3 separate regions of the Sus scrofa genome follow, and regions 2 and 3 are each linked to region 1. Evidence: chromatin contacts called from public HiChIP or PLAC-seq data. All regions are on one chromosome and are shown on one strand. Each heading gives the region's core, a stretch centred on a gene start, on an enhancer-like site or on the middle of the called end of the contact. The rest is flanking DNA. Distances are from core to core; before and after follow the strand shown.

Region 1 (4,225 bases), core at 1,053-3,552:
CCAGCATCTCTGCCTTTGTTTATTTGTAAGAAATTTCTCGCAGATGTATGTGGCATTTTTTCCCAGGTATCTTCCGGGCGGGGGTCGGGGCGGGGGGGACCACTAAGCCGTATGGAAAATAACAGAAACAGAAAGCTTCTTTTTGATGCACTGAATCAATACAGTCTCTCGAGGGGTAGTATTGATACTTGGGGGAGGGCAGCAGTTAGAAGGCTTCGTATTTTCCATGACAGGCTGACCCCCATGGACGCCCATACGTGGGAAGACGTTCTGTGGAGTCTTGAGGGACCCATTGTCGCCCTTGGTCCTCTCCAGAGTGGGGGGCAAAGGACAACTCAGGAGAGATGACAACGGTGTAACGGGGACCAAGATGAGCCTTGTCCTTGCCTTCATGGATCTTGCCGTTGATGGTAGCATGGGCCCACATGCCCACACATCCGTGCGCCAGAAGGTGTTGATACTCGGATGTTGAGCGTAACAGCCGACTTGGAGGACCTGGGTGCTGCGGGGAAGATGTGACCGACAGAGGGGCCGCAGCCTCCGCTCTAACAGAGATGGGTGGCGTGACGGCAATGCGTGCATTTTCATCCCTCTCGCCTCCCCTCCCTTCCTCCGTTATTAACCGTAGCCACCTGCTCTGGGCTTTACTGACACAGAAGACACAAGTGTAGTGAAGCGCAGCGAATCTCGTAGCCTTTCCTTCTCCAAAGTCATCCTCTGCTTTTTCCTGCAAACCGTATCCAGAGTCCTCCTTTTGCAAGCTTTCCGTGAATAGGTAGAGACAGCTTTCCTCCAGACCAGTCCCAGCCTGGCATGTCGCACCCTCTGTCAGTTCTGTCCTTGTCGTCTTCCCACCATGTGCTGTGTGTTTGCGCAGGGTATGAGCTTTTCTTCGTGATGGTTGGCTGGTTGTTTAATTAGGTATGTTTTATATGAGTCTGTTCAATTCTGAATATCTGTCTTAGGTAATTTGCTCCCAGAGGGAGAAAAATATCATTTTATACAGCTTTTACTACAGTGCTGTGTGCATGTGGTTGTTCAATTTTGTTTGTTTATGGTAATGCAATTTTTGAGTTAGATTATTTTGCTCTTTCCCTTGGGACTTGGGTGAATTACTCTGTGAGAGACTACAGGAGCTTAATCGTGTTAGTTGTTATTTAAACTAAAACATCGGCAGGTACACACACAGTCTGCATTTGTGTATGGGTAGGACAAAAAAAAAAAAACCTCTAGGAAAATGGGAAGCTGGGTAAGGTAAGAATATTGGAGGCTGGAAAGATTGATGGAAGAGCTGAAAAACCCACCGCAACCCTCTAAGGCGTCACCACCCTTATTTTGAGTATGTTTTATGAAAGGCTGCAGGATGCAGGTGACAGATGGAAGCAGCTTAAGTTTGCACTTGGACTCTGCCTATTGCTGGCTGTGTGCGTCTGGGCAGGCAGTTTAACCACATCTATAAGGTGGGGCTAGTCATGCCTACCTTGCAGGACTCTTTTGAAGATGGAATATGCTATCATATTCCTCCCTGATGGCGTTCTCTGTCGGAAGAGATTGTCCTTTGAAGTTGTCCTCTCTGCCTTAAAACCTGAGACTTCACTGTTCTCACGGTGGACCTCAGCTTTGGAGGGTATTTCCTGGAGGCCCTTTGTTGCATTTTGATGGCATACCTCTCTCCTAGAGTGTCCTGATTTTCTGAGTCGTCCCTAAGCTGAGAGCGAGCGCAGGTGCTTAAATGTCTGTGTGCAAAGGGGCTGCTAGGGGAAGAACCCATTTTCACACCGCGTATCCCCTAACGTGTTATTTATCTGTATTTCCTGTATGCGATAAAAGGTTTAAGCCCCTCCTTCCAATTTATGTCTCTTCATACGAGTGTGAAGTTAAAATAACACTCTTCCAGTTTAACATGTGGGGCGTGTGCTCCCTTGTCTGTGTGTCTGTGAGATGGTGTGAGCGTAAGTCGGCGTGTGTTTTCCAAAAACGCTCCTCTTACGTAACAGACTTTGGTTCAGGGCTCAACCTCTAGATGGCAGTTGTGTATGTGTGTTCGTAACTGTTAGGCGGTCCAGTTGAAAAGCAGCTGTCTTTGTACATTGTCAGTGCGTGTGTGTAATGCGTGTGTGTGTGTGTTGAAGAAATCAGGCGGCTATTGCTCCTTAAAGGAAAGGTATCCTAAATGACTCATTCTTTCTCTCTAAATTCCTTCCTCCCACCCTCGTAGAACGGATCATTTCATACCCACTTTCCTGCAGAGGCAGGCGTGCTCAGTCCTTCTGGCCTGTGTTTAAGCAGCGCGTTTCCCCGTGCTCTCGGCACTCAAGTGTCAGGCCCTGTGCTGCAGGGACAGCTTATTTAAGGGTGGTGACGAGGACAGGCGAGTGAGTGGGGCTGAGAACCAGGCCATCCTGCTTTTCCCTCGGGGTGCCGTCTGCCTTTATCTTTTGCAGCAGATGAATCCATTTTTCCTGGTTTCAAGCTTCCCCTCCCCTCCCCTTCTCACCCCTGGTCTGAAATAATATTTGATGTTGCCTTCCTGCTGGTTGGTTGGAGTTGCCGGTCTCAGAGCCATTGACATTTCGGAGAGGAAATGGCTCTTTCCTTCCTCGGAGGGTGTTTTCCTGCTCTCATTTTGTGGCTGCGGTGGGGGTGGGGGGTACCCGACGTTCTGAACTGCTTCTTGGCTGTTCTGTCAAATCAGCGAGTTAAGAAGTTCTTAGAATCTTTAGAGTTGGTGCAATTTTTAAATGACCGAGTTTCTTTTTTTTTTTTTTTTTTCCTTTTTAAAAAAGTTAAATGAGAGTATTTGCTGTTGGAATCTGGTCTGAGTCAGCGTGGGATGTGTGGGTTAATGGATTGTGGTGTAAAATAAGACAATCCTATTTGTGTTAGTTCTATTAGTTCTTCCTCTGTCTTATGCCTGTTTCCAGTCTTTAGTCTGCACAGTTAAAGTTGGAGTTTTATTGATTACATATACCAGTTTATTTGGCAGCGTCTAAATATAAAATGTTTTTTTTTTTAAATCTAAACCACAATGTGGCTATTACATAAGTCTGAAGAAAGGAGACAGTTCAGCCCGTAAATGCCACTTATTGTGCATGTCTGTTCATCATGAGATGCAAGAGTAACAAAAAAATTGAGAAACGACCTAGAAGATTTCTTGAATTGGAATCTTTTCTCGTAGTTTGTTCTCAGCGATAACAAGTGTTTGCATTCCCTCTGAGTGGGTCTCATCTCAGCAATGAAGAATGCTTTCTTCTGGTGCAGTGTTGAAACCTGCTACGCCTGTGTCCCCGCTGCCTGTGGCCCAGAACAGGCTCTCCGTCAGCGTGTCTCATGCAAGACCATCTCAATGTGCCAAAAATGTGCTTGTCTGGCTTCCAATCTTTCATAACTTCATTCTCCTTTAAAAATGGAGGAAATTATCTGATGCGATTGGCATTATTACTCTCCAGACTCTTATCATTGCTCTGGTCCTAACTATTTGGCGTGCTTTCCTCCCAGATCAGTGGCTATAGTTATAATACGTTATCATTCATTCATTCATTAGGATTGATCCTTTCTAGATAATTAGAAGCCCGATTCTGGAAAATTCTTTCTTTTTTCTTTCTTTCTTTTTTTTTTTTTTTTTTTTTTTTGCTTTTTAGGGTCGTACCTGCAGCAAATGGAAGCTCCCAGGCTAGGGGTCAAATCAGAGCTGCTGCCGCCGGCCTGCACCACAGCCATTGCAAGGTGGGATCCAAGTCACACCTGCGACCCACACCACCGCTCACGGCAACGCTGTGTTGCCAACCTACTGAGCGAGGCCAGGGATCAGACCCGCATCTCATGGATGCTGTTGGATTCGTTTCCACTGCCCCACAACGGGAACGCCCTGGAAAATTCTTCAGGGGGGTGTGTGTTTGTGTGCTGGGGGCGGGGCTGGAGAGAGCGAGCTTTCTTCCTCTCCCTCCTTTCCTCTGTCCCTCCGCTAAGGCCCTGGTCACCCTGGACCCCAGGGCACAGACACTGCCTGTGCGAGGGGCGGTCCAGGGTGGTGTGAAGGTATGGGCTTTGCTTTAGAGTCCGGCGGACTGGGTTGCAATTGAGGCTCTGCCGCTCCCTGGCAGCGCAGGGCAGGCAAGTCATTTCTGAGGCTCAGGTTTTAAAGACATGGAATGCGAGCCCCTCCTCGTGAGCAGCAAATGCTCGTGCACGCACCGTCCTGAGCTCTGCGCTTGGCCCGTAGGAA
Region 2 (4,225 bases), core at 477-2,976, 360 kb after region 1:
CTCCTCTAACCTTCCAGCCTGGCTTGCATCGAGTGAGGCTTTTTCCAGCACTAGGTGTTCAACAGTAAAGGACTATGCTGCCCTCCCCACTCAGTGAAGATGTGCCCTGGAGAAGAGGATGGAAAATGGGAATCCGCTTCTCCACTAGGTCTGGTTTTCCTTGTGTAGACTTCTCACGGGGAGGGCAGCGTTAGGGTCTGAAGAGGCATATTCTTTCCCTAATGCGTCGATGTGGAAATTTTCAGACCACGCAGCGGATATACCCTTTACTTGTACTCAGCCAGTTCTCAACATTCTGCCGCATTAATTACAAAGATGTTTTTATAAGCCAGTGAGAAAGTGACCCTTCATCCTAGAGGAAAAAGTAACTATACAACCTTCACTGTAGATGATACAGTGGTTTACCCTGTCGTGTCTTTCCAAGCGATTTTCAACTTTCACGCCAACTTTGGAACCAAAACTGTATTGTGCAACTTGAAAAAGAGTTTCTAACCTTTCTAACCTCTGTGACTAACAAGAGGCTCTGAAAGGGTTTCTGGAGACTGCTCATTTCATCTCTAGTTGCGTGTTCTTCAGAAGTTTGCATGGGAGCCGTCTGTTGATTTGGGAACGTCAGGGCTGTTGGTCACTACCTGCCTACATAACAAAGTTCATAAACATACCATTACCTGTCTCCAGGATTTTCTTCATCTGTCTAGCCTTCAAAACAGATGACATTTTGTTCACTTTGACTAGATGTAACCTTTTTTTTTTTTTAAATTAGTGAAGCTAATAACATTACTTAATCTCAATTACAAATATGCCTAAACTAATTCACAAAACTAACTTAAATTGTTTGGGTTATCAGCATGGTTAGAAATTAAACTTATTAAGTAACATAGTCGTGTCATTCTGTTTTAGGAGTAAAACAAAAGTTAATGACAGTTTGTTTTATAAATGTCACTTTAAATAAGCCAATAAATCCCAAACCTCCCCCTAAATTCTGTCCTCAAAAGAAGCCTCCCGAGCCTAGGCAACCCTATGTCTAATCTAGAGGCTTGGCCAACAGGACAGCCCTCCGGCCACCCCATTTCTGGGAGCAGGCCCCAGGGTTTCAGACTGTCTTCTGCACAGTGTCACAGAGAATTTCGGGATGCGTCCATGTCGTCAGGCATTGGCCCCCTGCTCTATCTGGGAGAGTGGACCGAGTGCTCACTGCAAGCCCCCAGGGGACGAGAATAACCTGAAACGGCTCTGCTGTAGGTCTGGCACGAGCCACCCCTGATTAAGGGAAACGTGTGACTAATGGAGCAGAGCTGCTCCGGGCCATGGTTTCATAGACAAGTAGGAAGGTCTTGGAGGGAGTGAACGGAGCAATGTGTTAGGGAAGCAAAAACTTCCTTGGCTTCTGTTCTGAAGATGCTCCAAAATCTGCTCAGCCAACCTCTGTCAGCTGACATCTATTTTTAGGGACCAACCAGTTGTCTGTATACTAAGTTTACGGAAAATAAATGTAGTATTTGATTATTTGAAAGGTTAATTCTTACTGTTTCTTCAACCAATTATATATATTTACATACATTATATACATGTACACACGTACATATTAAAAATGTTTAAACAGTGTTTTGGTAGTACTTTACAGTTTTAAAACACTTTCATGAATGGAATCTTATCTGTCTTCTCAACGACTCTGTGAAAAGGATGCCATCAACTCTAGATGAGGTCACGCAGCTGCTGGAAGTTGATCAGGGAGCCTGTTTGTGGTTCAGATGCCAGCTCTACCACTTCAAAGCTTTTGTGACCTTGATGGGTGTCTACGACTTTGAGCCTCAGTTTCCTCACAAATACACTGGAAGGACATCACCAGTGTGTGTGTTGTGAAAACAAGGCAACAGAGAGAAAGCCTAGCATAGTTCCTGCCTCTGGCGGGCACTCAGTAACTGTCTATTCTGTCCTCTTTCGGGACAACCAGAGAGTCTATGAAAAAGCATCATATAAGTATTAAGTAAGTGGGAAGTTGGAGTAACAAGTCTAAACCTAGAACACTATTTCCGAATTGTCAGTGACAATCAGAGAATATACAAATCACCTTCAGGCCACTCAGGTGAGCTAGAGATGACAAACAAGAAGGAAAGTTTAAAGTAAATGAATAAATGGACTGATCAAACTTCCACTAAGAAGCTGGAACTCAGGCAGTCATTCTGTGCTACATCAGATAAGAACTGAGTACATGGAAAGCTGCCAAGGGTACCACAGACATCAGTGGAAAAAAAAAATCAGTGTTTGTCACACAAATATGAGCTATCACAGTGCTCACTGGGAGAAATGGATGAATGCAAAATGGATTTTAATTGCAAACGTGACCCAAAATGGTTAGAACTCCAAGGAAAACCATATGGAATCACCATCTTTTAAGAAGAGACCCATGGCAGAAAGAAAGAAAAAGCACACAAGAGGAAGAGTGCATGTTATAGCCTTTCTGAATATGGAAAAGCTGCAATGTCCAGGTCATTACTTAAGGTGTGTTTACAGCTGTGTCAAACATTCTAAAGATGTGGAGAGGTTCTGTCAGGAACTGACCACATCCAGAGTGCTCTCTTTTAAGTGAAGAGTCAAAGGAACAAAATACTTTGTGCTAGGTGAATACTTGAATGCTGCCTCGCATTCAGAACGGAAATTGTGCTGGACATCAAATTACTCCTGAGGCTACTGAGTTTACATTAGAGAGAGAGAAAAATACACGTCTAAGGCAGGGTTTTCCTGCTTCACTCTCTTGCGGAAAAGCGGCTGAGGAAAGGAGGATCAAGGGGGGATGGTCACGGATGGTTTCCGCGAGCTGCTCACACACCTAAAGCGGCACGGGACACACGCAGGCCAATGACGCCCTTCCCTCAGCACGTGCTTCCTGGCACCTGAACGCCAGGCAGCGCGAGAGCACAAAGGTGGCATCCTAAGTGGAAGTCATATCACACAAGAAAATGTGTTAATGGAATGACAGCGGACCCATACACCTGGATCCAGGTAGGGGCAGAAGGTGTTTTTGGCTGCTTCAGAGCGGTATTGCCAGGAAGAGACACTCAGCTATGCATGGAGACAGATCCGGGTTCAAATCCCAGCGATGGCACTTTCACAACTGTGTAACAGTGGCCCGCTGACTTAACCTCTGCGGCTGCTGCCTTATTATTCCTGTTTCAGGAGTTTCTGTGTAAATCATATACCTGAGTTGTATAAAGTACTGGCACATACAGGCAATTAACTTTTGTTTCCTCCCTCCTCCAATTCCTCCTTCCTTTCTGGAGGATCCCAGGGAATGAGAAATGCCCTGAAGAACCTTCTCTGTGAGCCAGAGGAGGGCTACTGGTCCTCCAGAAGCTTATGTTGAGGTAATTACAGATATTCTTTCTGGATTCTACACCAAAACTTCACGGTTTGGTTTTTAAAGGCTAGTATTGCAAAGTGGAACCTGAAACCCTATCGGGGAACTTTCTGTAGCTATGCGAACATTAAAACCCTTTGGTCTGCCTTGCGCTTTGCATGGATCTTTTACCCAGACGTGATTCTGTACTATCATGCCTTAGTCATTTGGAAAATACTGGTTCACTCAGCTACGCAGATCCACCAAATGTTTACACAGTTCGTCATACAGTGTAAGCGTTGCATTTGTCAGGCTCACGATGGCGGATACAAGTTTCCCCCAATTCTGAATTTTGCCTGAAAGCTCTAATTTTATTGACTGGCAACAAACACTGCCAGCTGTCTTCCTTTACGTGAAAAGCTCACCTCAGTCATTTCTGAGAAGACGCCCGTCAAATACCCACGGCTGAGAACCACAGTTTGCCCCAGCGCACAGCCCTGGCAAAGGCGGTTGGTCCGGCTCACACCTTTGCCAGCCCTGCACGCGCTTCCCTTTGAGACACAGCCGTTACTCAAACACTCTACATGTCTGCCCGCTGGGTCAGACAGACAGACAGGGACAAGGCACACATATTCAAGGGTGGAGATGCGACACGTAGTACACTGCTTCCTCAAACACATGCTCACATGGAACTGGCTCGCTTTCTCCTGCAACTCCGAGTGAAGGGCACTCACATACGATGACTACAGTACTTGAAGATGCCAGCAGTTCTACTCATCACTGCTTTGGGTACTGTCAGTGCAAATGTCACCACGGTGAAAAAGGCAAGTCAAGAATGTATTATCATGAAGACGTTTTGAAAGGGCTGGGAACTCGCAGGGCTCCATG
Region 3 (4,225 bases), core at 737-3,236, 270 kb after region 1:
AACGCTGGGTGGAGGTCCCTGTTCGGTACAGCAGGTCCACGCTCCAGTCATCGGCTATATCTCATGCTTGGGCTGCATGCTCATATGGTTCCCAAAGCCAAGTTTCAGTGCCTTCCTGAAAGCTTGGCTCCATTCACCTTCTTCCGGGTCCTTTGCACATCAACGTGTAGAAGCAGCCAGCCCAGCCCCCTCTCCCATCAGCAGCTACAGCTCTCAGGTCCTGGCACCCCCACGGGTGAAGGGGGTCCCCTCAGGGCTCTCTAAAGCTGTGCCCTTGGTGAGTGCCCCCTGAATAGGCCCACACAGGGGAGGCACAACCCAGATATAACGTGGCATAGTTTTTGTGGCAGACAAGTCACAGTGGGCTGTGTGCGTGGGCTGCATGCCCTGAACTGGCAGGGCAGGTGCTTCTGCCAACAAATGAGCAAAATTTGAGAGATTCCGACATGTTCGGGGAATCTGAGTTTAAAGGTCTGTCCTTTAAACCAGAATTCACCACTCCCATGGACAAGGGACTGCGTGTTCCCATTAGCTGTTCGCTCTGATAGCGCAGACGACCCCTGATCCCAGGGGCAGGGGTGGCCTAAGCTCTCAAAAGCTCTGTGTATGGCTGTGTGTCTTGTTTGGACCTCCTCTACCTGCGTGCAGCCTTCTTCCATTGTTTTAAGCAGCTTTATTTATTTCATACCATACAGCTTACCCATTTCAAATATACAGTTTACTAGGTCTTAGTGCACCCATCAGCACCAGTTCCGCAATAGCTTCACCACCCCTGTTCCCTGCAGCAGTTTCACGGAAATGGAATTATACACACCGTGGTTTTGTGACTGACTTCTTTCACTTTGTATAGTATTTGCAACATCACCCATGTTGGAGGCATCAGCACCTCACTCCTTTTTTCTTGATGCGTAATATTCCATTGTATGGATGTACCACATTTGGTTATGCCATTGAGGGACCTTTCCATTATTTCCACTTGTGGCTGTTATTAGTAATGTCTCTGTAAACATCCACATACAAGTTTTTTTTTTGGGGGGGTGGCTGTTTTCCACTCCCTTGGTAGCACACCTCGGGATGGGCTTGCTAGGTCACGTGGTAACTCTGTTTCACTGTTTGAGGAACCGCGGGACTGATTTCCACAGCGGTTGTACCTTTGACATGCCCACCTTCTTCTGTTTTTACATCTCCTTTTTGAACTGGTTTAACTAACCAAAAAAAAAAAAAGACAGAAGATACTTGATTTTTCACTGCCAAGTCCTTTCCTTCCCAGCAGGTTCTGTGACTCCCCTGCCTCCCAGTTCAGTAACTGCCACAAAGCCTATAAGAACAGCGAGAGCTCAAGCGAGTCTCAGGCCTCCCCCTGCCTTCCTGTGGTCTCTAGGGGTCAGGGCAGGGTTCGTTGACACTAGTTTTCTTTTTCACTAGCAATGCCAGTGACCTTTCCAATTCCCTGAAGAGCCAAAGGCCAAATCCAGCCCCAAGAACAACACCGCTCAGTGTGGACTGAGCTGCTGTCGAAGAAGGGGTCTGACAGAGTGTCAGCCGGGGTTCAGACTGGTTGGTTGGTAATGTTTTAGGATGTCCGATATTTGGAAAATGCTACTAATAGCCTCCTTTCCCCCGGCCTTCACCTCTTCCGTAGAAAGGGGGCATTAGAGGAGAAAATAACTATTTCCTTGTTCAGGAGATCTTTTTTTGTTGTTGTTCTCTCTCTTGGTAACTTATTGCTGGAGATACCAAGTAAGAGCAGTTTGAGTTGGATGCTCTGTTGCTGTCAGGTTACATCATCAGACCAATCAGAAGAGAGTTTCCTAGTAACAGAAGAGTGAGCTAGTGAGAGAGAGAGGGTGTGTGTGTGTGTGTGTGTGTGTGTGTGTGTTAGAGAGAGAGAGATCTTTATCAGGATCAAGAAGAAGAGGAGGAGGAAGAGGGAGGGGCACCTGGAGGGGAAAGTCTGTGGTTCATGATGATTCATCTCCAAGCCTCTGGATTCCGGGGACCGCTGCGCATCTGGAGAGGCTGCTCCGTCGGCGTTTGGACTCTGTGCCATGGGGAATGGCTGTGCAATACTCAGAAATAACTCCGCTGTCAGCCCTTGACCGTCTACTAGGAAACTATCCATTTCTCCAAGAGCACCTCAGACAGTAACTGGAAAGAGCAAGAACTCGTGTTCTCAGGAGCATTAGTCATCGAGAAGCAGTGTGATTAGTGGTACCTGGAAAATTCACATGCATTCACTGCAGTCGGCTTCTGGGGATACTTTTAATCAGGATCTGACATGGGCGGGATCCTTCATTCCCAGGGTACAGGCTGGGCTGCCCCCGGTGTCCTTTGCTAATAAAGGACCTCTCAGGCCGTGGGGCGATGGGGGAGTTCCTCGGTGGAGCCTTTCAACCTCCCCCCAGGGCGTGGCCGCCAGCTGCCGGACTGGTCTCGTCACTTGCATTCCTGCCTCCCGTAACCCACGCTCTGCACAGCAGCCAGGCTGATCTTCGAAAAATGGAAGTCGCGTGTTATTCTCCTGCTTCTGGTGCTCGAGTAGCCTCCTGTTGCTCTTAGCATCATGGGCGCGGAGCTCTTGGTCCTGCGCCTGCCCTCTGGCCCCTCTCACCCTAGCTCGAGTCACGGCAGCCTCCGGGAGCTTCTTTATGTTCTCAGAGTCAGCAAACCCTGACCTGCCAGTGGAATCCAGCCCGCAGCCTGTTTTTGTAAACAAAGCCTCCCTGGAACCCAGCCACCCGTGTCTCTCTGCTCACATGTTCTCTGTGGCACAACAGTAGCAGAGTTGAGCAGTGACACAGCGATGATGAGGCTTTTTCAGAAAAACTTGCAGACCGCTCTTCGGAAACCACAAGCTTCTCCCCATCTCGGGCCTTTACCCTCGTGTAATCCCCTGCCTGGCCGGCTCCTTTGGATTATTTAGGTTTCAGGTTTCCGAGCTCCCCGCCCCCCCTCCGCCCCGCCCCCTGCCAGTCTCTTGCGCCCCGCTCAGGCTTACTCTCTGTCTAGATGGTTCCTCCCCAAGAGCAGACTCTCATCCGCTTGTTCTGTCCTGTGGGCAGGGACCTGGCACCGTGTGTTTGTTCAGTGAGCCCACATCTTCAGCTACACAGGGGTCTGTGTCTCTTGCAGCCAGGGCTGCTTCCGCTTGGAGCAGCGGGCCATCAGAGGTCTTAGTCCCACACTTGCTCCTGGTCCACAGCGCATGAAGGTGCCAGAGGAGCATGAGCCACATGTGTGCAGGGGCGTATGGTGTGGATGTGGATTGAGCTGAGAGAGCGTAGCTGGCGGGGCAGGCCTGTGTCAGCACCTGCTTATATTTATCACATGCCTGCTGGGCTGGCATAGACTCCTGCATGTGTTTGCATAGCACCGGGGACACTGGTGCCATTCAGAAGGTTGGACATGGGTGTGACTCAGCCCAGCAAGTACTTCTGAGCATCTTCGACGTACAGAGCATTGAGCCGGGCCCACGTGGTAGCGCCAAAGGCCACAGACCCTGGAGTCAGGTGTCCTGAGTTCAGATCCACCTCTGTCGTGCACTGTCATTTGGGGCAAGACACTTAACTTCTCCAAGCCTCTGTTTCTCGTCAGTAAAACGAGAATACAGGCAGAGCCCTCTTCGAGGTCTTTCTGAAGGCAAGAAGAAGAGATGCAGGTGAAGCCCTTAGCAAAGGGCCCACTGCTTAGTGTGGGCTCGCCCCGGCCCGTTGTGCTGATCCTCCAGGAGCCTGTTTTCTGGTTGGATAAAGGATCGTGCCGTGGAAAAGCGCTTGGTCCCTGGGCTCAAACAAGCCAGGTGCAAATTCTGGTTCTACTGTTGGGACCTTGCACAAATGAATTTGCCTCTCTCCACCTTGATTTTCTCATCTGTGAAATGGGGGTAGTAATATGACAAGCTACGATCTTTAAGACCAAGTGAGTGAATATATGTTTAAATCTCTTAGTTCATGGCTGTTTCCAAGTCTCCATTTGTAGTTGTTCACCTCTGGTTTTGTTGTGTTTTTTAAATGTGCGACCTGCAGCATATGAAAGGTCCCAGTGCAGGGATCGAACCAGAGCCCCTGCAGAGACAGTGCCGAGTAGTTAGCATGTGAGCCATGAGCCACAGAGGAAGTCCTGTCGTTGTTCAATTCCATCATTGTGATTCACGAGTCGGCCGTCCACGAAGAATGTCAAGGAATAGAATCCAAACTAAAATGCGCTAAAAGCTAGTGGGGGAACC

The links. HiChIP or PLAC-seq counts read pairs in DNA pulled down with a chosen protein or histone mark.
Region 2: a contact with region 1 is called in an H3K27ac HiChIP or PLAC-seq map of skeletal muscle. The contact joins two enhancer-like sites. A contact is called at or near these places in 2 of 2 datasets of contacts at active chromatin or transcription factors (alveolar macrophages and skeletal muscle).
Region 3: a contact with region 1 is called in an H3K27ac HiChIP or PLAC-seq map of skeletal muscle. The contact joins two enhancer-like sites. A contact is called at or near these places in 1 of 47 Hi-C or Micro-C datasets (fetal skeletal muscle) and 1 of 2 datasets of contacts at active chromatin or transcription factors (skeletal muscle).

What each region holds. Positions count from the first base shown.
Region 1 is chr2:144,494,084-144,498,308 of Sscrofa11.1, forward strand. All of the region lies in intron 10 of ARHGAP26 (rho GTPase-activating protein 26), which reads left to right. Among named protein-coding and RNA genes, the nearest start is that of ARHGAP26, 190 kb to the left of the region's middle. Within about 2 kb of position 2,303, at least 33 of the 83 cell types and tissues checked have an H3K27ac peak or open chromatin away from gene starts, as enhancers often do. A contact at or near this core is called in skeletal muscle, where this site is marked.
Region 2 is chr2:144,857,300-144,861,524 of Sscrofa11.1, forward strand. All of the region lies in intron 3 of NR3C1 (nuclear receptor subfamily 3 group C member 1), which reads right to left. Among named protein-coding and RNA genes, the nearest start is that of NR3C1, 70 kb to the right of the region's middle. Within about 2 kb of position 1,727, at least 8 of the 83 cell types and tissues checked have an H3K27ac peak or open chromatin away from gene starts, as enhancers often do. A contact at or near this core is called in skeletal muscle, where this site is marked.
Region 3 is chr2:144,764,840-144,769,064 of Sscrofa11.1, forward strand. All of the region lies in intron 22 of ARHGAP26 (rho GTPase-activating protein 26), which reads left to right. Among named protein-coding and RNA genes, the nearest start is that of NR3C1, 160 kb to the right of the region's middle. Within about 2 kb of position 1,987, at least 32 of the 83 cell types and tissues checked have an H3K27ac peak or open chromatin away from gene starts, as enhancers often do. A contact at or near this core is called in skeletal muscle, where this site is marked.